Regions from separate parts of the Mus musculus genome. Here all the other regions are linked to region 4. The links are chromatin contacts, called in public Hi-C, HiChIP or PLAC-seq and promoter capture Hi-C maps. All regions are on one chromosome and are shown on one strand. Each heading gives the region's core, a stretch centred on a gene start, on an enhancer-like site or on the middle of the called end of the contact. The rest is flanking DNA. Distances are from core to core; before and after follow the strand shown. Region 1 overlaps Rnf111 (ring finger 111). Region 2 holds the start of Mindy2 (MINDY lysine 48 deubiquitinase 2). Region 3 overlaps Sltm (SAFB-like, transcription modulator). Region 4 holds the start of Myo1e (myosin IE).

Region 1 (3,146 bases), core at 387-2,886, 280 kb after region 4:
ACAATTATTAATGCAGGCCAATTATATTTACAGACTTTAATGAGTCAAAATGCACAACACACTATGGGGGAACACAGAGGATACAGCAAATAGGAATTCTGGTACCAGCTTCATGCAGATAAGATACCCACGTGACACAGTGAAGGAAGGGTGAAAGAGCAGATGTGTCTAACAACTGAATTGTGTCCTAAGATGTAGAACTCTCAACTGCTTAGCAGCTTTTCTGGTTTTATGTCTTCAGTAGGGAGAAACCAACTGGGGTCAAATTATCAAAGAATGAGGGATCACACTGCCTAGCATCATTTAGGGAAATGCAAAAACTAGGGAATAAAAGGACTAAGCTAGAAAGAGTCAAGACACCCAAGGAAGTTCTCCATGAACAGACAAAGAACAGTTTTAGCCATTTCACTGGGTTAGCACAAGTGACTAATAATCTTTCCACCCACTTCCTGGTGCCAGAGCAATAAAGAAAATGGTGGCTTCTATACTGTCATAACAGATTGTTCATTTTTAGTCTTTACCTCTTATTTTGAGAAAATCTTAATTAGCAAATTAAAAGGTTTCCTGTTTGGTCCCTAAGTGGGTACAAATCCTACAATCTAAGGTAAACTACCAATTAAAATGGCAAGAAATAAGAAAACTTTAAAAAATAAAAAGCTAAATCTTTTCTAAAATTCACTGACTCTTCCTTAAACTGTTATAAGAAAAAACTGTTGCTCTGACCAAAACCTTTCTTAAAACTGCAGCTGCTATTTCACATCAGGTTATACACACATGAAAAAGTGAGCAAAAGCAACCATGAGCTCTTCTAAAACCAGTCCATGGACTTTCTGGATTTCTGAGTGTCTAAGAGGAAGCAGGCAAATGTTCTGATTCCTATTAATTGAACTAGAGCAATGAAAGAGGCTCCATGACTCTTCACCTGCCCTAAGCCCTAAGTCACGTCTAAAGAACTTCCATGATAAAAAGGAAAGGGGTGGTAAGATGATTCAGATGTAAGGGCACTTGCTTCAACTCTGGCTTCATGCTTGATGCTCAGAAACTTGACTCCAAAGATGCCCTCTCACCTTTACATATAGACCATGGTGCATATACCCTACACATGCAAATCATACACAAGCACACATGAACACACACATCATCATCATCATTCTCGTTATAATTAAAAGGAACAAAAAGGCTTTCTAGAACCTGAGAGGTGAAGAGAGGACAAGAGAGGAAGAACAGGGGGAGCTTCCATTATTTAAAAAGAAAAATGAAGTTGAATAAAGCCTGCACTAACATCATTTATAGTGAAATAACACTAATCCCTCCACTGCTCATACAAATATCCAGATTCAAATTTCCTAGACTCAGAACTGAGAAGTCAAGTAAAAAGAGCTAGCTGCAGAACCCAATATACACACTCATTTGTAGATCCAATAAAATGGGCAAAGATGCCTTAGGACATGACTGAGTAGGGGCTAGAGCGATGCTCGGAGGTTAGGAGTGATAAATTACTTCTCTACCAGTGAAAAGAGCCAATTCAAACCAGATTAGATTAGATTAAATGTAAATTTTATGGGAAGCTGTTCCTGGGCACGTTCGGAGGCTCCAAGGACAGAGGCAAAGTCATTATGGGGAAAGGGGGGGGGGGGCAAGCCCAACCCCTAAACTGGAATGTTCAGGACTAAGGGTAGGGTATGCCAGGTTAGAGAGGAATACTGGAAGAACCAGAAGGTCAAATTTTCTTTGATATGTAGAATATGCACCTTAGTTCCTCAACCAAAACCAAACAAAGAATACTTGATGCTCTTCTAGAGCTTCTAGAGGACTCAAGTTTGGTTCCTAGCACCTATGTTAGATAGCTCACAACCAGAGAATTGGATACCCTCTTCTGGCCTCTTCAGGTATACATGCACACAATTGGCATTGCACGAATATGTGTGTGTGTGTGTGTGTGTGTGTGTGTGTGTGTACATTTAAATAAAATAAGAAAAGGCCGGGCAGTGGGGAGGCAGAGGCAGGCAGATTTCTAAGTTCGAGGACAGCCTGGTCTACAGAGTGAGTTCCAGGACAGCCAGCACTATACAGAGAAACCCTGTCTCAAAAGAAAACCAAAAAAAAAAACAAAACAAAAAACAAAAAAAATAAACAAACAAAAACAAAAGGACTAATCCTTGTGGCTAGGATCTAATTAGTTGTAGCATGCTTACCTAAAATGCATGAAGCCCCAGGCTCATTATTCAGTTTTACATAAACTGGGCATGGTGACAGAATCCTTTAGTTCTTGTTCTTGGGGGAGGTAGGAGGATCAAAAGTTCAAAGTCATCTTTGCCTAACTACTAAGTTCAAAGCTAGCATGAGATACATGAGACTCTACCTTAAAGAATAATAATATTTTTAACCCATGTAAAAGAATTCTCCAGGACAATGCTGAAACAATTTAGCAATTAAGTAAGTTAGTTTCTAACTTCCATTAAGAACAGACATTCAGCCGGGCGTGGTGGCGAACGCCTTTAATCCCAGCACTCGGGAGGTAGAGGCAGGCAGATTTCTGAGTTCGAGGCCAGCCTGGTCTACAGAGTGAGTTCTAGGACAGCCAGGGCTACACAGAGAAACCCTGTCTCGAAAAACCAAAAACCAAAAAAAAAAAAAACAGACATTCACGAGTCCATATTGATATAAGCAAAACCTTCCTTCCAGAAGAAAGTCAACTTTTCTAACCTCTCACAGAAGTTAGACAACAGCCCCAAAACCACTACCCTCAAGTGGACAAGAGGGAAACTGTGAGGAAAAACTAGGCAAATGCTAGCTCTGTTCACAGCCAACATCACTAATGGTCCTGAGGCTACTATGGAACACTGGTAATTAAGTGATAAGGGAACTTCACAGCTGAGGCATTCTTCCCCCTAACCCATAATCATAATAAAAATATCCCACAAAACAAACACATGACAGGTGTGTAATATTGCCATAATCTGCAAGAAAATACCTAGAGAAACTGTGAAACCAGAGACTGCATTTAGATACCTGGACTGTAGCTAATAGAGATGCATCAATGTCATCTCTTTGTAGATACAGACATGCAGTCGGTGGAAGGATAACAAGGAATTGGAACTGGGTGAGGGATATAAGGGAACACTATACTTACTGTCTTTGCCTTT
Region 2 (3,221 bases), core at 370-2,869, 450 kb after region 4:
TGGAAACAAGTAATTTATGGTAAGTAGGCTCAGACCAATGCTTTTCCTTAAATGGAATTTGTCTAAAAAGTTGTATCTTTCCCATCACTGTTCTTTCATGCATCCACACCACAGTGGGACAAACAGCCTTTTCCAGAAAACACGCAGATAAAATCATTAAAACTTACTCCATAATATAAGATTGATAGTAACTGAAGATCAATCACTGTTTCCAATTTTCACTGTTTTGCATATGTAATAATGTCAGTAAGGAATAATATAGGCAAATATAGCTAAAAATACTCAGAAGATGTAAGTGCAGGGTGCTCTGGATTCTGCTTGTTTATAGGTAAACCATCAGTTACAACCTTTAACCGAATGTTGAATTTTTAATACAAAAAAGACCTTAAGTTGGGGGCAATTCTTCCTGACATGTTGCCACATGAATAATCTTTCAATAAAGAAATCCTGGAATTAATTTCATGTAATAAGAGACTGTTAGATATAGGGGTGCATGTCTGTAAACCTAGCACTCTAGAGGCTGTAGCATTAAGATCTTAAACTGTTCGAGGACAGTTTAAGCTACACAGACAAACCTTGTCTCAAAAAAAAAAAAAAAAAAAAAGGAGGAGTCTGATGAATGGAAGGAAGCCATCAGCTGACAAACAGCAGTTTCCTCACCCCATTTTGCCCCTCCCCACCCCACAAGCTGTAGGAAGTAGAAAGCTGCAGAGTGTACCTTCCAGGCGAGAAGCAAAACATTGAGGATGGCCAGCAAAGGGCAGGGTCCATTCTCATTCTGGGTGATGATGGGCGTGTTCTCCTCTTTCCACTGGATCCATTTGATGTGATACACCGACTGTCCGGGAAAGCGTTCTTTGGAGGCCGCTAGCACCTGAGCCGGGTCCTCCTCCTCCTCTTTGCATAGAGGTGCAGCCCTGGGCGGCCCCGCCGCGCCCTCCTCCACGTCCTCGGGGACCCTGGTCTCTGCTCCCTCCTCACTATTGAACTCAGAGCTACTGGGGAAAGAATGCAGGTTGGAGAAAGACTCCAGGGAGTCCAAGCTGGGCGAGTCCCCAGGGGGGCTCGGCTCGCTGCAGCTGCTGCTCGGGGCGCCGGTGCTGCTGGGCTCTTCCGCCGCCTGCTCCACCCTGCAGGTGCCCGTGTCGCCCACTGGCCCCGACCCTCGGCCCGCCGCGGCCTCGGCCAGCTCCGGGGAGGCGGTCACCTTGTGCTGCCCTCTTGAAGGCACCTCCGAGGCGGCAGGGCTCGACGACGCGCCGTCCTTCAAGTCCGAGCCCGCGCCGCATCCGAGCTGCGAGGGGGACGTCGGGTCCCCGAGGCTGCTCCGCGCTGCCGCCGCCGCCGCCCCCTGCCCGCCGCTGTCCACCGCGCGTCCAGCGGGACCATCCTCAGCCTCGCGCCCGCCGCGCCGTCGCCCTTCCGGCGGCGACACTCGCCCGGCCGCCACCCCTAGTTCCAGAGGCTGTGGGCTGTCAGGGCTGTTCTCCATCCCCGGCCGCCCGCCCCTGGTCCTATAGACACCGCGGCCGGCTCTCCTCAGCAAGCGCCTCCGACGCCATGACAGCCGCTCTGTAGCAGCTCCAGCGCCCTAGCGCGGCCTCGGCCAGGCACGTCACCGTAGAGGGCGGCGGGAGCGCGCGCGCGTGCCCCCGCCCGCCCGCTCGGAGCGTGCCTCCGCGTGACTGCGCTCGTTGAAGCGCCCGGACCCACTCGGGGAGCGCTTCTCCCCCGAGGCCACGCCCCTCCCGCGCGTTCAGGCTAGGGAAGGCAGAGCGAGGCCAGGGGCGTGGCTGAGGGCGTGGTCAGGGGCGCGGCTCGGAGAGCCGCAGCGCCACTAGGAAAATAATCTTGTGTGTGCTGCCGGAAGTTGAACTCCGGGGCATCCCCGCTGCGCGCGGTTACTTTAAAGGCAGTGGCTGAGGCTTGTAGGGAGTGTGGTCTACTTTGGGCTTGAGCCTGGTGGACCCCGAAAGTGGTAGTAGCATTGGAAGACAGCCATTCCCTGAAGGCCTCGGGAGAGCTGGCTTTTTCTTTTCTTTTTTTTTTTTTTTAGCTTTTAATGTTGAGAATTGGAAGCATTTCTTAGGAAATGCAAATTTGAAAGGCGAGTTCTGTTGGAGGCTTTTGGAAGACTGCGCAGTACAGGGACAACTCTCCCTGGGTTTTGGCTGAGAATCGCTGCGCTCCCAACCAGCTACTGGTTTGCCTTGCCGGAGGTTCAATGAGGTTGTGGATATTGGCCTACGCCCCAGGCGAGAGGGTAAATTTGGTCCAATAATAATAAATCAGTTTGCGTTTGAAGCAAGCCAAGTCTTTGCGGTTCTGTTCACTTGGCTTCTCTTTGCACAGAGTGGGAAGCTTCTGCTTCCCGAAAAAATGACTTTTAAAATTAGAATTGACTTCTCATCAGGGCTTGACATCTGCATAGAGGATGGACAGAGTTGCCTGCAACTTTTTTTTTCTATTTATTTACTTACTTATTTATTGGCAAGAGTGGATATAGATCATCTAACCTGCTCTGGAAAAGTGGGGTGTTTTTTTTTTTTTTTTTTTGGTTTTTTTGTTTTTTGGTTTTTTGTTTTTTTTGTTTTTTTTTTTTTTCCTGGACCCTTCCCTCTTCAAAGTTGTCTGAGAATATAAAAATGAACAAGACAGGTGGGTCTTCCTTTAGTATCAGGTATACAAATATATGGTGCATCATGGATTGTTACACTTCTGTCCTGCTACTGGTTAGAAAAGTAGACAAATTAATGCATTATTTTGCTCATTCATGTGTTAGCACCAAGCATGTTACTGAATACTGTGTTTCACACTAAAAATATCACTATTATCTTCTCAGAAATGATGATCTCTTTCTCGGCACTCTCTTCGACTTCTCCCTCTTTCTTCCCACCTCCAACTCTCTCCTCCCTTCCTTTCTTTTCTTCCCCCCCCTTTCCTTTTTTTTTTTTTTTTTTTTTTTTTTTTTTTTTTTTTAGGGCTGGGGCTCAATTCATGTATGACAAACACTCTACAGAGCCCTCTACTACTTTGCTTATCTTATTTCACTTTTGTTTTTTGAGACAGAGTCTCAATTTGTAGCCCTGGCTGGCTCTGCCTCTCTTCCAATTTGAGAGTCTCACCCTGTGTCTTAGACTAACTGACCTGGAATTCACAGCAATCCTCTTGTACTTTTTCTCCCACTCCAATTTTGAGATTATAGATGTGAACGCTGTGTT
Region 3 (3,233 bases), core at 137-2,636, 380 kb after region 4:
CCTTCTTGACCCTCCTCTTTGGCTCCTTCAAGCAGATGATCTTCACACATTACTCTTCCCTGCCATCTCCTCATAATGCCTCTCTTTGAGCTCCAGGATGCAGGCAAACTTGTTCCTCTCCAACTTAATTGTTTTCCTTGCCTCAAGCTTCTTTTACCTCTCAGTGCTGCCGTCCTCAAAACCCTGACAGGAAACACAACCCAGTCTTGATCTTTCTTTGTTCTTAGAAGAAATTCAAAATGGTATCCATACAGTAAGCATTTTTCTGATGCTGCCCCTTCCTCTGTCCAGCCCATGGCTGGTCTTCCCAGAGAACGTGTGATAGTCACTCTACCTCTGAATGTGGTGCTGGAACCACACATTTGGTTCTATCATTTACTTGCTTCAAAACCCAGTGGCTTCTGTAGGTCACAGATTTAACCCAGGTTCTCACCTGGCTTTATTGGACTTGATTTATTGCACTTCACTGCCCATTATGATAGAGTTTTGGAGTGTCTTTTTCCTGTCCCTTTCTGGCATCTGTAGTGCTGCCAGAAATATATAAAGATGCTGCAGGCCGGGCGTGGTGGCGCATGCCTTTAATCCCATCACTTGGCAGGCGAATTTGAGTTTGAGGCCAGCCTGGTCTATAGAGTGAATTCAAACCCTGTCTCAAAAAACAAAAAAACAAAAAAAACAAAAAAACCCCAAAACAAACAAATAAAACCCAACAAAGATACTGCAAATATTATTGGCTGACTTTCTGGTAGATAGTTCATGAAGCTCTAGTGTGTACCACAGTCTCCTTAATACCACTAATTAAAGCCAGCGACTAGAGGGTCCCACCCACAGCGACCTGGGTGGGGTTAGAGTGGCTTATGAATTAGGCCTAGCAGAGAGAAACTGAAGGAGGATCTTGTTTAAGGTTTGCCTCTCCATAATTACATCTTGAGTAAAAAGAGGAAGTAGGAAACCTTGAAGGGGCTGTGGGTTTACACTTGGCACAAGTCACTGCTGCTGCTGCTGCTGCGGATCCAGGGTGGATTTCGGAGAAGCCTAGCTGTAGTCTTGTCATGCATAGCATTGGCTTCTGAAGAAGTGGGCATTGAAATGAGAGTGCCAAGGTCACGCTGTTGCAGCCCACCATATATTAGCTCTGTGCCTTGGTCAGGATATACTTCCAGGCCCAGTGGTGGTGGCATATACCTTTAATCCTAGAATTTGGGAGGCAGAGGCAGGCAGATCTGTTTGAGTTCAAGGCCAGCCTGGTCTACAGGGTGAGTTTCAGGATAACCAGGGCTGCACAGAGAAACCCTGTCTCAAAAAACAAAGCAGGATACACTTCCAGTTCTTAGTTTCTTCCCTGGTAAGGAGGGGTTGATAACGAACGGTATGCACTGTACAGGACTAGGGTCTTGGCTGTGGTGAGTAAGGCAGAGAGCAGCCTGTGCCCCTAAGCGTCAGGGGCTATGAAAGCAGCTTGTGATTGTTGGTTTGTTCTGACCTTTGTTTCCCTTTTAACCCCTTCAGCACTGCGTCCCCAGTGAACAGGATTGTACAGATGAGTGGTAACTCCTTGCCAAGAGGAAGCAGCTCGGGGTTTAAGCCGTTTAAGAGTGGACCTCCACGGCGATTTTAACGCAAGCTTCCTGCTGTGGCTTCAAGATAATTTATTGAGATCTCCTGTAAACGTTCCCTGACTGCTTACTAGGAGAACCTCTGACTGCTTGAGAGTTCTAGCTGACTGTTGTTTTTCTTTATAAAAAAATTTAACACGATTTCTTTTCTCAACTTTAGAGAAGATGTTTAAATAGTTCTGTTGAAACTTTTCATAGTTTTGTGTACCATTCAACCTTTTCTTGCAGCACTGAGACCCATTTGAAAGGATTGGCACAAGGCTGTTCTGTTTGGCACTGTGTGAACATGAGTGGTTTGCAGCTGAATGGTAGTGGTTTCATTTGCAGCGTAGCTCTGTGGTGTCACCAGTGTTGGCTGCCTCCATTTTGAAGGCTATTTGAGCTTCAAAAGCCTGCTGTCTAATTTTTAGAGAATAAGATTGTTCCCTGCATTTCGGAGTATTATGTAACCTATTTTTGCAGAAGGTACTGTTACATTAAGTGCATCTGTGTATCCTGGTTAAAAAAAAAATGTAATCTTTTTGGAAATAAACCTTCATATTCTGTATAGTTGCTAATGTATTGAGAACCTTTTTAATTGTAAACTGAAGGTAAAATTTCCATATAGGGAGCAACAGACTTGTTCAGGTTTGCATGGTATAAGACCATGGAGTTGAAGGAGATCTTGTCCATGTGTCATGAAGTTCTCAGTTTACTGAGTTGAGCAGGTAAGTGCACTTGTGGGGGATCTTCATGTTTTGATAGATGGATCCCAATTCTCAGAATCTTGTGATAACATTCCCATCTTTCCAAAATAATGCGGAGACGTGGACGAAGCCCACAGTCTAGATGGGTGAATTTGTCAGGTTTTATGAAATTAAAACCCATACTGAGAGAGAGAGAGAGAAAGAGAGAGAGAGAGAGAAAGAGAGAGAGAGGGGGGGGGAGGAGGGGAGAGGGAAGGAGAGAGAATAAGAGAATGAGAATGTATATATCTTTGTTTCAGTTTCAGGGGTAGTCCTTCAGCCTTCCTGCATGTGAGTCCCAAGCAGCAGACTTGGTAAGAGCTCCAATGGTAGCGTTTGCTCTCTGTTCCTGAGACATGTGTCAGGCTTTTTCTAGTCATGAGTTGATAGCACAGTGGATGTGCTAGAAATCTTATAATCCTTTGTTACAGCATCTTCAGTAGGAAAGCTCTTGACAGTAACTTAGAGCACCACTTATTTCAGCACAGCTTTCCAAAACCCTTTATAGACACCAGCTACTACAACCCAGACTGTTCTGAATCCTGGTCCTGACATTGGTCTGCTCACACCTAGCAAAAGACGGAAGGAGTGGCACTCTGATGTGGAGTCTTTCTAGAAGTTCTTGCCCTGGATGGGGGGGTATGAGTTGTCTCAGACTCTGGGTGGTTGCAAACAGCCACAGGACTCTGGAGTCTAGTTCTTTATGGAAACCCCCTTTTTGTTTTGTTTTCTTTTTGAGACAAGGTTTCTCTGTTCACCCTTGGCTGTCCTTGAACTTGTCTGTAGATCAGGCTGGCTCTGAACTCTGAGATCGACCTGCGTCTCCACCTCCTAAGTGCTAGGATTAAAGGTGTGGACTGCCAAGTCCATCTTGGGAGCTCACTCTGAAATA
Region 4 (3,175 bases), core at 142-2,641:
ATCAGCTGTCCCTCTACACACCACACCTGTCCCGAGCAGCCAACCAAGATCTACTACTCTCTGCAGCATTTCCTACCCACCACTGTAACACACGGAATTGTTCCTCCTGAACTTTGACCTCAACCTCTTTCACATAATTAGGTTTCCTGGGTCCTTCTCTGTTGCAGGGTGTATCAGCATTCGCTCCTTTTCCTGGTTTGGCCATAGTCCTCTGAAGGTATGCACCACATTAAAACAAAGAGCAAAACTCGTCCTAGCCAAGATGATTTGATTTTTTACTATCCGTTGCAACTCTAGGATCCTAGGTTCACGTGAATGGGGACGACCGAATCTCAAGATTTTCTGTGCTCTTTTCTTCCTGAACTCTTCTTCCTCAGATCCTGGGAGCGCAGCCCCGCAGAGGCCCTGCGAGTTTACTTCCTCAGTCTTCCCTTTCACCAGGAGTCAGACTCCCTAATACTGTTTTAGGAATCCCCGTTCCCCTCTCTCCTAGGCTACCTGGCTTCCTGAAACCGGACACCGCGAGGACCAAGGTCTCTGTCTCTCTCTTTTCTTCTTCTTCTTCTTCTTCTTCTTCTTCTTCTTCTTCTTCTTCTTCTTCTTCTTCTTCTTCTTCTTCTTCTTCTTCTTCTTCTTCTTCTCCTTCTCCTTCTCCTTCTCCTTCTCCTTCTCCTTCTCCTTCTCCTTCTCCTTCTCCTTCTCCTTCTCCTTCTCCTTCTCCTTCTCCTTCTCCTTCTCCTTCTCCTTCTCCTTCTCCTTCCTCCTCTCTCTCTCTCTCTCTCTCTCTCTCTCTCTCTCTCTCTCTCTCTCTCTCCCTCTCTCTCTCTCTCTCTCTCTCTCCCCCCCCTCCCTCCCTCCCTTCCTCTCCCTTCCCAAGGAAATTAATTCAGGTACAAAAGACGGGTGGAGGAAGTATTTTCGACTTCCCTCACAATCCAGAAAGAAAAAAAAAAGAGAGAAAGAGAGAAAGAGAGAGAGAAGAAAAGAAAAAGGATTTCCTTTGAGCTGCGACTTTGTGATCTTTTAAGCAGTTAAAAATATTTCTTTAAAAAAAAGAATCTAGGAAAATCATGCGACTTGTGAGTGGGAGCTAAGTCGATGCTAAGTTTCTCCGTAAAGAGAAGCGACAGGAGCGCGGTTTCCTAACCTCCCCAAGTGTTTTCATCCCTTCGGTTTGGGGGTGGCTCCCTGGGGACGGCTAGGACAGCGGCGCGCTCTGCGGGGTAGCGAGGCCGCAGGACTACAGGATCCAGAGGCCTTTGTAAACTCTTGTAGTTCACGCTTGTTGGCTACCTCGGCTTCCCTGAGGAGTGACGCTGCGAAAACAAATTCTGATTGGTCAGGCCTGTGCTGAATTCTCCATTTATGGACAGATTGCCCGGCCCGAGCCCAGCCTGAGCCAGAGAAGAGTTCGGATTAAGTGTTAAGAGAAAGCGGGTCCAGGCAAAGCAGTTGGACAAGCAATCCCGCAGAGCGCATCAGGGTGCATCTCTAGACAGTTGGGGATCGCCAGGTCTGAGTGTGCACCGGGTCTGCTAAGTTTTGCCTTCACCTAGCGTTTCGGATCCCGCCTGGATGGAGTCCCTCTTGGATTTCCATTGGCTCCTGTGAGTGCTTGGGTGTCGGGAGCTTGTTTTTTGGCGAAGGGAACCAACTTTTGAAGTTCGCCCAGGAGACCGCGTTCCAGCCTCAGTGCCTAGGCAGCGGGACCCGGCGGAGGCGCGACCGCGGCGGGAGTCACCATGGTGAGTTGGCTGCGCCGCGTCCCAGGACGCCTGACCCTGGGATGGGGCAGGAAGCCCCGGAGCGGGCACCTACCTTGGGCAAGCTGCCCAGGCCAGGGGGTGGAGAAGGTGGACGCGGGAGTGTGCACTTCTGGAGCGCTGATTTCCTGCTGTTTGCTGTAAACCGGGTCTTAAACGGGAAGAGGGAGAGAGGAGGGACAAGAAAAACTCTCTGGAGTGACTTTCTGCGCCGCGAAAGTTTTGGTGCCAATGTTGTTGTGGCTGCCAGCTGTCTGAAGCTTGAGAGTGGGCACGTCTGTTTTCACCGGCACAGCCGTGGGACCGGAGACTTTTTTCTCCTCTAGAGAAGGTGAGGGGCACGCCTGTGTCCCTCGGGTCCTCTCCCCTGGGCAGGCACTGGCGTGAGCTCCCTGGCAGGCTGATCCCGCAGTTGTTCTCCTGGCATTGGGGAGGACCTAGGCAGCCCCGCCTGCGCTGGTGATGGGCCGAGCGCTGCACAAAGGCAGGCAGGGGCGCCAGGTACTGCGGAGCACCTGGCGGTGGCCCGGGCTGCAGGGACTCTGACGACAGCGCGCAGCGGCAGCCAAACTGGCCGGGAGCCCAGGCCTGTAGGGTCCCTGTGTAGGGTAAACACCTCCTGAGGAGGGCCCCACCCGGTCCCCAGCTCGAGAGGACCGCCACCCTCTCGGAGATCGTTCCTGGTTTTGTTCTTTCCCACTTGGTACTTGGGGGAGTGTCTGGGTTGGACAGCCTCTCTGTAACTCATTTGAGACTAAGTCCCCAGCCCAGCCACCCTCCTCTCTCAATCCCAAATAACCTTAGCCACATCCCCTGGGCTTTGCCGTGGTGTGGCTTTCCTACTGAAGGACAAAAACAAAGATTGAATTTTAGAGACATTGCCAGCCACCCGGACCGAAAGGGGGGGGACTTTAAAAACTTAAAAAAAAAACTTTTAAAAGGTTTTAGAAGGCTTCAAAGTTTCCACACTTGCTTCGTGGTGGAGGAGCTTGTCCTCCTGGCTTTCTCATTGTTTACTGGCGGTGAGGGTGAAGCTTACTAAAAAAGATGCCTAGCATAGCGCTGGCTTGAGAAATCTGTATCCCAGATCCCCAGCGCCAAGCATCCGCAGCGCACGCCCGGGTAGAACCCACATTCAGTTCACAAACAGTCCTTGCCCCCCCGCGCTGTTTATTCAAAAGAATGATTTTAAAAACAAACGAAACCTTTAAAGGGCATCCTGGCCCCAAGCTTTTACTTTCCACATAGTTCAAAATTATGTCACCTTTGCCCCTGAGAGAGAATACTTCATTTATAAATAAGCTTCCCCCGCCAGTTTCGAGGTTTCAGAAGTCAGTCCACCCTCATGGTGTGCCTCATGGGTGGAGTTTCTCCAGCCTCTGACCGCTTGAACTTGAACAGTGATAGTCCTG

Evidence for each region. Promoter capture Hi-C pulls out the DNA fragments that hold promoters and counts their contacts. A called contact is a pair of places that touch in the nucleus more often than the background predicts. HiChIP or PLAC-seq counts read pairs in DNA pulled down with a chosen protein or histone mark.
Region 1: a contact with region 4 is called in an H3K4me3 HiChIP or PLAC-seq map of embryonic stem cells, with 7 times the contacts expected there. The contact joins the enhancer-like site here to the promoter of Myo1e in region 4. A contact is called at or near these places in 2 of 39 promoter capture datasets (embryonic stem cells and frontonasal cranial neural crest), 3 of 484 Hi-C or Micro-C datasets (Sertoli cells, group 2 innate lymphoid cells and myocytes) and 7 of 115 datasets of contacts at active chromatin or transcription factors (embryonic stem cells, extraembryonic endoderm stem cells, stem cell-derived neural progenitor cells and 1 more).
Region 2: a contact with region 4 is called in a promoter capture Hi-C map of pre-B cells, with 2.5 times the contacts expected there. The contact joins the promoter of Mindy2 here to the promoter of Myo1e in region 4. A contact is called at or near these places in 3 of 39 promoter capture datasets (the HPC-7 cell line, pre-B cells and stem cell-derived epiblast-like cells), 2 of 484 Hi-C or Micro-C datasets (both in embryonic stem cells) and 1 of 9 other capture datasets (pancreatic islet).
Region 3: a Hi-C map of granulocyte-monocyte progenitors shows a contact between it and region 4, with 5 times the contacts expected there. The contact joins the enhancer-like site here to the promoter of Myo1e in region 4. A contact is called at or near these places in 1 of 484 Hi-C or Micro-C datasets (granulocyte-monocyte progenitors), 2 of 115 datasets of contacts at active chromatin or transcription factors (astrocytes and differentiating embryonic stem cells) and 1 of 9 other capture datasets (embryonic stem cells).

The regions. Positions count from the first base shown.
Region 1 is chr9:70,485,910-70,489,055 of GRCm38.p6, forward strand. The region is part of intron 2 of Rnf111 (ring finger 111); the gene reads right to left. Among named protein-coding and RNA genes, the nearest start is that of Gm24615, 12 kb to the left of the region's middle. Within about 2 kb of position 1,637, at least 17 of the 459 cell types and tissues checked have an H3K27ac peak or open chromatin away from gene starts, as enhancers often do. A contact at or near this core is called in embryonic stem cells, where this site is marked.
Region 2 is chr9:70,655,555-70,658,775 of GRCm38.p6, forward strand. Mindy2 (MINDY lysine 48 deubiquitinase 2) reads right to left here and starts at 1,620. Exons shown (of 9, transcript NM_172772.2): 1 at 719-1,620. The coding sequence starts at 1,492. Gm31872 (a long non-coding RNA gene) reads left to right here and starts at 2,117. Exons shown (of 3, transcript XR_379591.4): 1 at 2,117-2,658.
Region 3 is chr9:70,590,070-70,593,302 of GRCm38.p6, forward strand. It overlaps Sltm (SAFB-like, transcription modulator), which reads left to right. Exons shown (of 21, transcript NM_025690.4): 21 at 1,510-2,168. The coding sequence ends at 1,618. Among named protein-coding and RNA genes, the nearest start is that of Sltm, 49 kb to the left of the region's middle. Within about 2 kb of position 1,387, at least 58 of the 459 cell types and tissues checked have an H3K27ac peak or open chromatin away from gene starts, as enhancers often do. A contact at or near this core is called in granulocyte-monocyte progenitors, where this site is marked.
Region 4 is chr9:70,205,959-70,209,133 of GRCm38.p6, forward strand. Myo1e (myosin IE) reads left to right here and starts at 1,392. Exons shown (of 28, transcript NM_181072.3): 1 at 1,392-1,745. The coding sequence starts at 1,743. The region is part of intron 1 of Gm26849 (a long non-coding RNA gene); the gene reads right to left.